2 separate regions of the Arachis hypogaea genome follow, and region 1 is linked to region 2. The links are chromatin contacts, called in public Hi-C maps. All regions are on one chromosome and are shown on one strand. Each heading gives the region's core, a stretch centred on a gene start, on an enhancer-like site or on the middle of the called end of the contact. The rest is flanking DNA. Distances are from core to core; before and after follow the strand shown. Region 1 has its middle 9.9 kb from the start of LOC112696970. Region 2 holds the start of LOC112696963 (ribonucleases P/MRP protein subunit POP1).

Evidence for each region. A called contact is a pair of places that touch in the nucleus more often than the background predicts.
Region 1: a Hi-C map of leaf shows a contact between it and region 2, with 3 times the contacts expected there. The contact joins the enhancer-like site here to the promoter of LOC112696963 in region 2. A contact is called at or near these places in 3 of 8 Hi-C or Micro-C datasets (all in leaf).

Annotation. Positions count from the first base shown.
Region 1 is chr6:93,332,976-93,340,253 of arahy.Tifrunner.gnm2.J5K5, reverse strand. No RefSeq gene overlaps it. Among protein-coding and RNA genes, the nearest start is that of LOC112696970, 9.9 kb to the right of the region's middle. Within about 2 kb of position 2,628, at least 2 of the 3 cell types and tissues checked have open chromatin away from gene starts, as enhancers often do.
Region 2 is chr6:93,112,513-93,119,023 of arahy.Tifrunner.gnm2.J5K5, reverse strand. It overlaps LOC112696963 (ribonucleases P/MRP protein subunit POP1), which reads right to left and starts at 4,826. Exons shown (of 13, transcript XM_072197317.1): 1 at 4,463-4,826; 2 at 3,859-3,929; 3 at 2,907-3,339; 4 at 1,457-1,912; 5 at 966-1,062; 6 at 132-236; 7 at 1-38. The coding sequence starts at 1,911.

The sequences.
Region 1 (7,278 bases), core at 1,379-3,878, 220 kb before region 2:
AACAATTGAATCGGTAAAGTTAGAAGTTTAAAATTTTAAAAATTCAACCGAGATTCAATCAAAATTGAACCGAATATAATAAAATAATATTTTTATGTATAAAATATATAATATTTTTAGAACAAAATAATTTTATATCTTATTATTTTAAATAGATTAACCGTTTAAAAACTGCATTAGTTTTTTTAATTCTTTGGCCGAATTATTGCCAACTAATTTTTGCTTGAATTTAATCAGTCTGATAACAAATTTCTAATTAATCCGGTTAAACTGATCGATTCGATCTGTCAAAACCATGATAACTAATAAAAAGGTATGATATATACTTAGCAATAATCTCAAAACAAATTTTGTTGTCTTCATTTTCTTTTATTTTTTCAACGAGAAAATTGTCATTGTATAATTTATCTTCCAATATATATATAACTACTTGCTTTAACTTGTATGCGTATCAGAAATCAAATAATGTTAAATAAGATGCCATCAATAAATAAATCTTTTATGTTTTCTAAGATTGTAAATTATTTTTTAGATCCAAATAAATAGAATGGTCAGAAATAATTTTTAATCTATTACTACTATCATTTTTATGTTGTTGTAGCATCAAATTTCTAGATGCATATAATAAACATGAAATACTTGTTAATTAAACCGAAATTTCTTAGCCTAAAATTTGTTATCCGGTTTGGTCATATATATATATATATATATATATATATATATATATATATATATATAAAGTTATTTTTAATTGTAGGGTTAATTATTGCAGAAACAAAGGATATCAGTATATACTTTTTGAGACTTAACAATATATCTTTTTTATTATAACTAAAGATCGTTAAATGATTTATGAAAACTGATAACTACTGATTAATTGTCTAAATTACTAAATAATTTTCTTATTCTTATACGAGTTGCATATGAGCTTGTTTGTTAGTTCTAACATATGAAAGGGCCAATAAAAAATTGATATCAAACACAGCATACCTCAGCTTACTCTAAAACATAGTTTGGAAAAGAAAGGGGTTGAAAACTTTTTAAATTGCATACCCACAACCATCTTTGCCAACTCAATCTAGATCATATAAATTATTTAATATGAATCTCAACGGTGATGAAAACTGAAAAATTAATGTTCCATGGTACAATGTTATACCAGGAAATTTTGTTATGTACTACAAGAAAAACGGGATTTAGCAGCGATTTTAATAGAAATTAGCGGCAGTTTTAAATCGCCGCAAAACGAGTTACTAGCACTTCGAGAAACGTTGCAGAATGGAGCGTGGAGATTTGATTTTGTGGCTGTTTCACTAAACCATTGACACAACCGCAGCGAAATCCCTCAAATAGCGTCGGTTGATTTAGCTTGGCCAATATTGAATTTGACGGTATTTTTCGGCGGTTTTGAACCGCTGCTATTTGTTAACCATTGTATCTTTTAAATTTATTTTGCAGCGGTTTAAAACTGCCGCTATCTAATATTCAATAGTTTTAAATTTATTTCCGACCATTTTGTAACCGCTGCTATTTGTCCAGCTAAATGGTTGCAAAAATACTGTATTTTGTACCGGCAATCAACGCTTTTTTAATTTGAATGTGTTAGATATTTTTTTTTCGAATTTTTCCTGATATTAGAAATCTTAATTATTTTGTAACTGACAAAATAAATTGATGGGTAAACGACATTTGCAAAGCTGATAAAAATACTCATATATTTATCCAAATATCAATAAAGTGTATTTCTTACTAAGAGTTGCATAGTCAACAATAAAAAAAGTGTATATTTAACTAAAAAATTAATTTCAAATCCTAAGTTCTACTTTCTATTCTGTCCCTGTAGTGAATTCATCCATGCTAAAATAAATGATAAAGACTTCAATTGAGTATGGACTACACATGATTGACTTATTATTTTGTACATCTTGTGAGGTTGTAATTATCTTCACCTAACTCTTAAGTTATTAATTATCCAAAACCCAACAATGATGAGAATCTTATGCAATTGACAACTTTCTCATCAAGGAATAATGGTTATCAGAGAACTAATATGATCTATAACAGGGCAGAGGAGAAGATTGAGGACGACGACACTGGGACTGTTGGAAAGCCACGCGACGACACTGGAACATGCACGGTGGAGGGACTAACAACAGACGTGCCTCTCCACCTTTCTTTCGATCGCAGGAGATATGCGGCAGCTTGAGCATCCGTGACGAGGAATAATGATGTAGCGGCTGCAGCTGATGAACGGAATGTATACTGCATGTATACTACGGGAGGGAATTTTGAACCGAGTGATTCGTGCCTTTGTCCCCTTTTGAGTTCGTGCGTAAACAAAAAATATTGAATCTGGCTTTCTCCAATTTTATTTTTTTTTTGTCAATTGGAGCTTTATGTAATTTGGAGCCGTTGAGACACAAAATTACAACTATTTTGATTGGTCTTTGATAGAAATAAAATTCGCTATAAAAACCACAATTTCTTCATCAACTTGCGGCGATTTTACGAGACACAGACAATTTTCCGTTGCTAAATACCGTTGCTCTTGTAGTGATGGTATATACTGTATAGACACGTTGTATATGTTAACTAATAATATTTAATGCTGTGATCAAACCTTGGTGTTATTGGGAAGTTAATCATATTAAACAATATTCATATGTTATATTTGTATGTTAGTACGGAATGAATCTGCATTCACACACAAATATTTTTCACTGACAAATCACATGAATCCATTTCTAGAATAATCAAATAAAATACTTAGTATGCTCAATATTAAAATATTTTCGCTACGTAACCAATAAGACTTTACCAATTTTTATCGACTCTTATTTATGTATTTAATAGAAATATTTTTATAGATGTGTTAATAAAAATATTTTTTTATAATTTTATCTAATAAAATATTTTTATAAATATATCTTTTTATATATATATATCATTACTAATTGTAATTAAAATATAATAATTAATTGTTATTCACAATAAATTAGTAGATAATATATTGATACCTTATATTTTTTATATTAAAATTATTCAATAATAACCCATAATATATAATAATATTCAATAATTGTAACCATGAAATTAGCGGAGTTGGTAGGTAGCAGAGTTCTTTAAGTATATATATATATATACACGACATCACATGTTTTGGTGCAGTTTTGCATGGAACGTGTAACATCACCGAGGGTGTTCGAAATTATATAAACGTATTGACGCATTTAATTTAATCAATAATTTAAATTTTGTTTCTAAGTTTAATCCCACTGATAATTAATAAGAAGCGCAATTAGTTGCAGCTAACTATTTTTTTTTTTTGAAAATTTATTTTAAGAGAACGTGAATTTAAATATTATTAGAAGCATTCAAAATTTAATAAAAAAATCTAAAATTAAAAAAATCTAAAACCAAATAATAATAAATATAAAAAATTATTTAAAAAATTTCTAATAAAAAAATTTGAAATGTAACAAAAAATCCAAAATTATTTTAAAATTCATTTTAAAAATTTTTAATAAAAATTAAAGAAACATTCGAAACATAATAAAAATAAACATTCAAAATTTAACAAAAACGAAATATCCAAAATTTTTTTAAAAATTCAAAACATATTAAAACGAGACATCCAATAATATATTGAAAAAAGAACATCTAAAAACTAAGAAAAAATATCTAAAACTATTTAAAACAAATCCAAAATTCATAAAAAAAATATATGAAACATAAGAAAAAGAAATATCTAAAATTTAAAAGAAAAATACATCTAAAACTAGTAAAAAAAAATGACATGCGGACTTCAAGTGCCAGGGCCGGCGGCACAGTGAGACATGTTGTAAGAATAGACTTTCCGTCGCGGCGATCAAAGGCCGTGGAAGGGCTGACGACATGGCACGACATGTTTAATGGAGCGCTGCGCATGATCAGAATTGGATGGGGTGGGCCAGTGCCACCCAAAGAAAACGTGGGGGAAAGACACGAATGCGTGCACCATGGAGAGACTACATAGGCCGTTGAAAGTGCTGGCAATGCGGTGCGATGTGTTTCATAGAAACTATTGTGATAATAGTATGCCAAGATCCAATCTATCATGATTGGCTCTCGTGCAAGTGAGAGATTGTTGTGAATAAGTAGTATGATCACAATCCAATCAATCACGTGTCAAATAATTTGTTATTGTCATTATATTAAAATGTTAATATAATAAAGTTCTTGATTAAATTTAGAGATTTATCATTGTGATAGTGATCATAATATTGAGAGATAAATCTTTTATAATTTAATCAAAATTGTTCTTGGTCATAGGATTATTAAAAAGGACATTAATAATCCGGAAAGATCAATATATATATATAATGATCTTCATTGGATGAAGATTAATAGATCTCATTTATTAAATTATATATATAGATGGTGCATATAGAGATATGACCATTGAACTGACTCACTTTGAGAATTCCTAATGGTTATAATTACCGCATATTTGTCAATAGGATATTCTCAAGATGAACATAGTAATAGAGTTTCCTTTGACCTGCGACTGTCATAGTAATTAACATAATTTAAATACTTGTAGAATTAATGATTAGTCAATAAGGAATCCGTCAACTCTCGGTAAAGAGTTTGAGCTCTATGATTATAATGAATGAGATGAATAAAACCTTGGCCAAGGGGATTGAATGAATGAAGAAATGAGTTTCTTAAGTCATTCACAGTTCATTATAATAATGGTAACAAGTTAGAGTTTGACATTAAACTATACCCTAAGGGTTAACCAAGAGTTGGAAAGATGGAAGGAATTATACTTTGTTCTTCTGAGGTTCTTAGTAAAAATATATTACTTCATACTATCGGGTCGTTGAGGAGTGTTGCTAGACGCCAACCTTGATTAGTAAATTTAGTATGACTAATTTACTACCCGCTTAGTATTGAACCTATGGGGTCACACACTAACGAGTGTTCTAACCTTTGCTATAGAATTATTTAATTATTATTTTGATTTAATCAAATAAATAATTATATTAATTCAGATGGAATATTATTATATTTTTTGCTAGCACCAAAAATATAATAATAGTATGATAATTGAGAATATTAAATGAGATTTAAAAATAATTAGTTATTCTATTTCTAAATTTGAATTATAAAGTTTGATGATATCCTAACTGATTCTGTTTCAAATTGAGTTATGATATGATTCATAAATTTGAAAGATTCAAATTAAAATAGTAAGATATGATTTAAAATTGAATTGAGATTCAAATTTAAAATCAACAACAAATCTCATACTATATATAGGTATGCCAAGAGTAGAGGTAAGCATGAGAAAGACAGAGAGAATAACAAGGGTTGTTATTCCTTTACCTCTACACACATAAATGTATGTGAGCCTAATTCTTAGAGAAGAATTTTATGGTGTGCAAAGAGTTGCAAGAGGTTTCTCAATTTAGATCAGATATCCATTGGTCAAGGGGTTGACAGCAAATGTTGGTCTCGGTGTGGATACGCATAGCGCCTTTGTACCATCGAAGGAGAAAAAGATTTTTTACTAGCGTACTCAGGTATTTAAATCTGATCTACTACTATATTATATTATAGGAATAAAGTTTACGCACAAAATAGATCTTTAAGGATTACTTTCTTTTCTTCCGCTGCGTGTTATGAACACATGGTAATTCTTCAGAAACGTTGCGCACGATCAAAGTTGGGTGGAGAGAGATCGGCTGCCGAGAGAAGACATGGAGGGGGACACGGAGGGACACGCCATGGGGAGAGAAAATAGAGGAAAAGATCGATGATGCTTGACGTTAAATTATCTAAAAAAATGAATGTAATTGAATTGCTATATTTAAAATAATTTATAAATAAGATCATATTTAAGAATTAAAATAAAAAATATTAATTAATAAATAGATAAATAATAATTTTTTTATGTCAACTAATTTACAAAAATACACTAATATTTTTACTTACGTTTAGAATATTAAGTCTTAATTTGATAATTAACTTATCGATTAATTTTAGAAAACACATTATTACTCTTTATAATTTTTTTATGGAATTGATTTATTTATTTATTTTTAGCTTTGATACTAAATCAAATTTAGTAAGATAAATAGACACAGACAAATTAATAAGATAAATATTGTTACATATCAAGTTTAATAAAATAATTTTTTTTTATAACATAAACAATCTCAAAAAGAGTCATTTACGTATGACAACAAAGACAATATGACAATTCGGACAAATATATTTAGAATATATAATTAAATAGGTCTCTGAAAAATTTTATTTTAGACATTTTTGTATTTTAAAAAATTTATTATATTAAAGCTTTTAAATTTTATAAAAATAAAATAGATCTTAGTTAGATTTATTATTTTTACTTGAATAAATATGTTTTTAAAAATGTGACAAAAGACCTATATATTTTATATTTATAAAAGGTTTAATTATTATGTTGGTTCCTATAGTTTCGTGAAATTTTTAATTAGATCCCTATATTTTTTTTTAATTGGTCCTGCACTAAATTTTTTTTTTCAATTTAAGTCCCTCTTAGTAATAATTGGCTTAATTTTATAGGGACCAAACTAAAAAAAAAAAGAATTAGTATAGGGACCTAAATAAAAGGAAAAAAATGTAGGGACCCAATTAAAAAAAAATTTGGCGCAAAAACTCAATTAAAAGAAAAAATATATAGAGACCTAATTAAAAATTTTGCGAAACTATAAGACCAACAGAGTAATTAAACCTTTATAAAATTTAGAAATCTCAACATATTAAAATTTTTTTAGAGACAAAAAGTTCGACACAAAATTTTTTAAAAACCTATTTATATATATACTCATATATTTATTTATATATACTTATTACTTTTTTTTCAAAACACCAGTGGGGAAAGTCCCCCCTGCCCCTCTCTTCATACCTTGAATCGACTGAAATCATCTCATAAATGCTCCACATCAACACTGATGCAAAGAAACCAAAAATAGTTAACTCTTTTAACTTGAGTCTTTTGAGCCTTAGTTAAATATTAAAAGTAAAGAAAAAAAAACTTAGCTTTTGAACTTTTAAAAGTGTAATGCATTATTGATAAGTGATAATTACCCACATTCGTAATTATACGACAGTAATATTTTTCCTTGATATCACCTACAAATTTTTTTTTTTTTAATTTATAAGTATGTTATCGCGACAAAAGTGTTACTATTTGAACCACAAAAAGTTAACAACATCGCTGGACATCATGTAGACATGTACGACAAATGC
Region 2 (6,511 bases), core at 3,577-6,076:
CCAATTGGCTGAGAAACTGGTGCTTCGACTTGATAAAGCTGTCATGAAACAGAAACAAGATTCAATTTTGGGTTAATTGCATACCCTAAATCAACATAGCTAATACCAGAATCAGCAATAGGATGACTGACCATTGCCATTCCACAAGTGGTACCCGATACTGATTCATCAGAATCTTGAGAAGATGTTTCCAGGAAGGGCACTAGTACCATTCTTAATAGAGAAGCTAATGATTCCTGTAGAAAAGAATCAGCAGGAAACAAAAGTAAAAGTAACTAAACCATTATTTATCTGGGAGCCATGAACCTGCAACTGTTTCTGTACTTCACTCAAAAGTTTGAGGGAAATGCTGGATATGGAATCAAGGTTTAAATTGCTGCCACAATGGCGCTGTTCAACATTTCTAAAACCGCAATTGTGGACGCATTGTTCACATCTTACAGAAATTAATAGCCATGTAACCATAATCATGGTTATAACGGCAATGTATCGTATGTAAGCAAATACAAATACGAAGTTAGAAAAGAACTATTCTTTAAATCTAGGGTAAAGTATATTTTTTGTTCCTGAAGTTTGCTAGAAGTTTCAAAAATATCCTAAATTTTATTTTGTTTCAATTTTGTCCCAAAAGTTTTCGATTTGTATCAAATATATCCCTGACTATTAAATTTTAAAAAAATTTAGAACTAATCTAACAATAATGCATGATAAATATGTTTTATTTGCTTATGTTAAAGGTTATTCTTGTGGAGTTATTCCTGAATTGGTCATAATTTTTTTGAAAAATTAGTCGTTGGGTTAAATTTGATAAAAATCGAAAATTTCTAGGACAAAATTTAAACAAAATAAAACTTAGGGGTATTTTTGAAACTTTTAGCAAACTTCAAGGACAAAAAATATACTTTATCCTTAAATCTTAAAATGAGATAAGTTTATATAATATATACATACATATATATACATACCTCTGGACCTTCCACTTGGACAGCAGTGTAATAGCTTGCATCATGCACAACCACCCCTTGTTTGAGCCTTTTCAAGAGTGCCCTTGAACCTTTTCCTCTGGAAAATATGGACACAAACCTTGTACGTAAGGAAATAGGTTCCCAAAACTCCAATTCCCTAACAAACTGTTAACACCCATTTGGGATTTAAAAAATTAAAAGCAAATTACTTTGACTGTCCAGCATGTATTTACCAAATTGACCACCAATGTCAACTTCTGAGATAAAATTGGTCCATTGGTGTCTTTTGTCAACATCAAATTAGTCCTAACAAGGAATGATTTGATGTCAAACATGACATTAACAGACAGCTTTTTAAGAACTAAATTGATAGGACTTGTATTCTGAAAATAAATAAATAAATGTTTGCTTAAAAGTAAAAGACACCAGTATAACAGGAAATGAACAAGCTTCCGAGTTCCAACAATGGAGCATCATCATAAACGACCTACCTTCCTTGAAGTGCTAGAGGAAGGTAGTAACCCCAGAGTTTTGTCATGGTGAACCGCTTAGTGTGCCAAACATGAGTTCTCAGCCTCTTGGTTCCATCGCCAGAAGTACAAAACCCACTATCCAAGTTCATCTTAAGTTCATATCTCCGGCGCATGCGCCGACTTGGAAGCTTCTTTATCTCATCTTTACCTAAACGTAATTCAACACCACCAGTTTTATTATGTACTGTTCCCAGCTTTTGCCTTTTTCTTCTTGTCCCAGCTTTGCTATTATAAGAACTAGTTCGTCTTCTCTTGTTTCTTTGACTCCTATAATCACCCTTTATTCTGTCCGCTATAACAGATTGAAGACTCTCAAGCTCATAGGCTCTAGATTCTGCAAACTTCTGCACATGGATTTTGCGAGTTGCCATATCTGCTGAAAATTGAGGTCCTTTAGTTCCTTCAGTAACCATCCTAACAAAATAAGAACGAGAAAGGATATCACTTCATGATGAAATTGGTATTAAAGATTCTTTAAACAACAAACAAACAAATAAATAAAAGTTTTGCAGACAAATAACAAGTGCATCAATGTGTGTACCTTGGGAACAAGAGTGAAACAGTGAAAGGTTTAAAAACTGAAAAACAGCAGAACAGAACTCAAACAAAGGGAAGCAACTGTCACAGTGGTGGCAGGAGCATCAGGGATGCTCGTTTGGGCTATAGAACAAGAAGGGAAAAAAAAGGAAAAAGGGGTTTAGACTTTAGATATATGGTACCATAAAAACATTTACAAATGAACCCGTGCTCTATGACTTGATATTCACTGAACAGTCCCAAAACTGTTATAGATTCATGTTGCCTATGACCCTAATTTTTTCAGTTATCTGAAAATTTGATTAACAAAAATTCACTTTTATTATTGTATTCAAGGTTCAAAAAACTGGACCAGACATCAAACCAGTCAAATTATATGATCAAAGAGTGTGCATGGGCGGGGTGAAACCAAGTTTGCTTTAATCCAGACCATAGTTACATGAATTCACCAATTAGGTGACGCACCGCATAGCAATTCACAACTCATATGTTTACCGAAATGCCATAAGTATACTTTTCATAAAATATGTTACATGTGGTGTACCACGTAGGCATACCCGTTCCCATACCGGAATGTATGCATTTCATGTAACTATGATTCAGACCCAGTCCTTAATTTTGACTGGACCAATATTTTAGACTCTTACCAAAAGCCAAACAAATCTCATCCTTTTCGGGTCACAATAAGACCATGTCTAGATCGGGTTTATATCGGGTCTAGATGATTATGCCTAAACTAAAAAAAATTAAGAGGGCAAAATCCCAATAGCATTTAATTCTACACCAAAGTCTGGAACCTTGAAATCTCCAAATATATTCAATGTTTCTTTTTCAGCTAAGATCAAAAAATAAAAAATTACTGAAGGCCTACCTGCAGGCAGGAGGGGATAGCAGGGAGAGAGCAGAGGAGGCGAGACAGAGGTGCAAGACGGAGATGCAAAGCTGCAATGGAGCTATGAAGTAGTCGAGCAGCGAATGAGATAACTCAAATGAGAAGCTGGAAAGTTGAAATGCATGCGGTTCCTTTTCGGCGTGAAGGTTCGTGGAGGCTGGAGGAAGAAGGGGAAGAAGGGCGGCTGGGATGCTGTGACATAAACCTCTACGACACTACTTACTTGTTTTCAACCAAGCCGCCCCGGTTCAGTTAATAGACCATGTGTGTGTTTGGATTAAAGTTTGTAAACGGAAGTTTGTATAGAATTGATCAAGGTTGTGAGAACCGAATCGGTCAATGAACTGGTTGAGTGACTGGTTCAATGATTCAAAGGTTCAGCCGAGGTTCAATCGAGGTTCAACCGGTTTAACTAAATATAAAATAAAATTATTAAAAATTTAATATATAATTTTAAATATTTATTAATGATTTTTAAGTCAATAAAATTTAAAATTTTACAATTTTACCTAATAAATTATCCATAATTTATCATTAAAAGTTCTCAAACATCAAAATTTATAACTAATAAACATCAAAATACGCATAAATGACAAATCAGAATAAGAAAAATCAGCATAAACAACTCAATCAGAAAAATCAGAATAAACAAAGAAAAATTCCAACATAAACAATGGAGTGAAGCTCTGCACCACAACACCATCAACAACAGATCAGAAAAATAAACAACCAGAATCAACAAATCAGAAAAATCAGCATAAACAATTTAAAATCATAATCATAGCATAAACAACTCAGAATTGATTCCAGCATAAACAATTTGGCGCATTAAGTTGAATTGAATCAAGTCAGTCCATGTTTATTGCTTAATGACTTTCTGTTATTGTAAGTGTTACTCTCATTCATCAATGCAGTTTATTTTATTGTTTACCTCAACTTGGTGAGTCTACTTTTTGTCCATATGATTATCCCCAATGGCTATCTCTATCAGTATTGCATAATCTAATGCATAAGGTGAGGCAGGCACCATCAATTCATGTTGGAAAACACTAAGCAATGCATGAAAGATGTATAATATAGGATTCCTAGATCATGGAGTCATGACAATTAATCAAATCTTTTACTTTTGAACAATGCAGGCACTTACTCTTTTTGCCACCACTTCCATAAAATTTCCAGCCATAAAGTACAAACTAAATATAGGATGTAGCTTCAACAATAAAAACTCTGTTTTGTGTTTCAAAAAGTGGTGGGCACAAGGAAAACTTTCAAGTAAATATATTCAGCAAGAGAAGCTCTGATTAACATTTAAAATAATGGTATGACTCGAATATATTTATAGTTATATATACAACATAGGTGACAATCTACTAGAACATCAAAGATAATGCTACCATTTTATGCTATCAACCACTGCCTAAGTAAGGTCTTAAACATTCTTCAACAGATGCACTTATTAGATTTTAAACCTTCAATCACTTTGATCCACTCTTCAATTCTGTTTTCTATTTTGCTATTGCTGTTAAATTTCTTACCTTCCTATTCTTGAAAATCCAAACAGAAGCAAGGTTGCGAACAGAGAGAGAGAGAGCGCTCGAACAGAGGAGACGACGACGGCCACAGAGCATCCACACGACGGCGAGGGAGCTTCCCACGAAGACGACACAGCTTCCTAGGACAGCGACGGAGCTTCCTACGACGGAGCTTCCCAGCGGAGAAGAGTTCCGCGATGACAACGAAACGGGGATGCGGGGACTGCGGTGACTGCCGAGGCTGCGGGGTGCGGGGCTGGAGAGGAGGGGGGGCTAGGATTCTTTGTTCACTTTTTCAGTTTCAGAGAAGAGGAGAGGAGTGGGACTCGCCTGCGTTGGGGGATTTAGGGTTTTAGTGATTGTCAATATTTTGATAAAAAAAAAATTCTAATTAAAAAAAGATTTTTTTTTTTTTAGGATTTTAGTGATCGTCAATATTTTGATAAAAAAAAAATTTCAATTAAAAAAAGATTTTTTTTTTATAAATAGCGTATTTAACAAATTTCTAATACTAAAAGTAAAAATATTAAAAAATTAAAAAAAATTTTGAGAAGTTGTAACATCTTTTTTTAAAATATCTTTTTTTAAAAAAAAGATTTTTCATCTAATAAATAAACAAAAAATATTTTTATATTGTTATACTCAAACATAATTGATAAATAAAAAAATCTTTTTACATGAAATACACAAACATAAAATTACTTTTACTTTTTCATAAGATCTTTTAATCCTTTATTTCTCTATCGTTGTAACACCCTACCATAGAGAGTCTTATGCTTAAGTCATAATTCAGAGATGGCAAGGTATTACAACCTCTAAAATAAAAATTTAGTACGTATAGTAGTATGAATGATTGATTATAACTAGGAGCCTTTGTAGAAAAAGGGGTAAACAAAAATCGCAACTCGAAAGCGCAACACTCTGATCGATAACGTAACGAACAAGGATAAACCAACGCGAGATTATATATATACAAAAGAGTGTCAAAAACAGGAATATCAAGACTCAAAATCCGGCTGCGAAGATAACCGGTCCGAGCATATAGCAATATATACATATGATAAAATAAGGAAACCCCAAAGGAAACCCAAAGGGACACGAAAACAAAAACCTATTCTCCAAAATCTCCCATAAGAGGAGTCATCACAGTTTGTATTATTTAATGGAGATAAAAGCATCTAAGCAAAACATATAAACCAAAACATAGTCCCGAGAACAAGGAATCTTTGCAAATCTAGAAGTCTCCAGCAGGCCTCAACGAGAAACCTCACGTCCTGCATCTGAAAACCACAAAATCTGCATGGGTGAGAACCGGAGGTCCCCAGCATGGTAACAGCTTCCACATATATAATACATAATAATAGAGGAAAGCCGAAGGCAATCCTAGAACTTCCTCCAGATAGTATCAAAGCTTATAAACAAGCTAAACCATAAAGGCAATCTGACTAAAGATCCTTCAGTCTAACTAATAATTCCCTTTCCAATTCCTTCAGACCTCCCAATCACCAGCAGGAGTATAATGTAGCAAACACAGTTATATCAAACAAGAGATATACGAATAGGAACAGATAAGGCATTTAGACAATTAGCAAGTAATATGCAGTCAAATAGGCAATCTCAAACAATTCATATAGTATGCATATGATGAATGCCTGTCCCTAGTGGCTGATGATATCATCTGTCGGTTATAGAGCCAACCCGACAAGTCCTGGTAGCTAACCATTGGACTGCCCTCTGTCGCGCATCCCCAACTCGAGTTATACTCATCATAAACTTGATCATAATCATGATCCATATCCATCACCCTCACTGGTGAATATTTACGGGGGTGAGCTCATCCGGGTCTTTCACAGTGCCCGGCCACACTTACGACATAGGGTCAGAAGAGCTTCGAGTCTCAACCTGGAGCACGTGGTGACTAGCCACTGCTTCCTTCCAGGGAAACTCTCATCTCCAATAGTGGAAGTGCAACATTCACAATTCATTCAATAGCATATATGCATTTATACATAGCCATAATCATGGCTCCGCCGTAACACGGCAATAATCTAG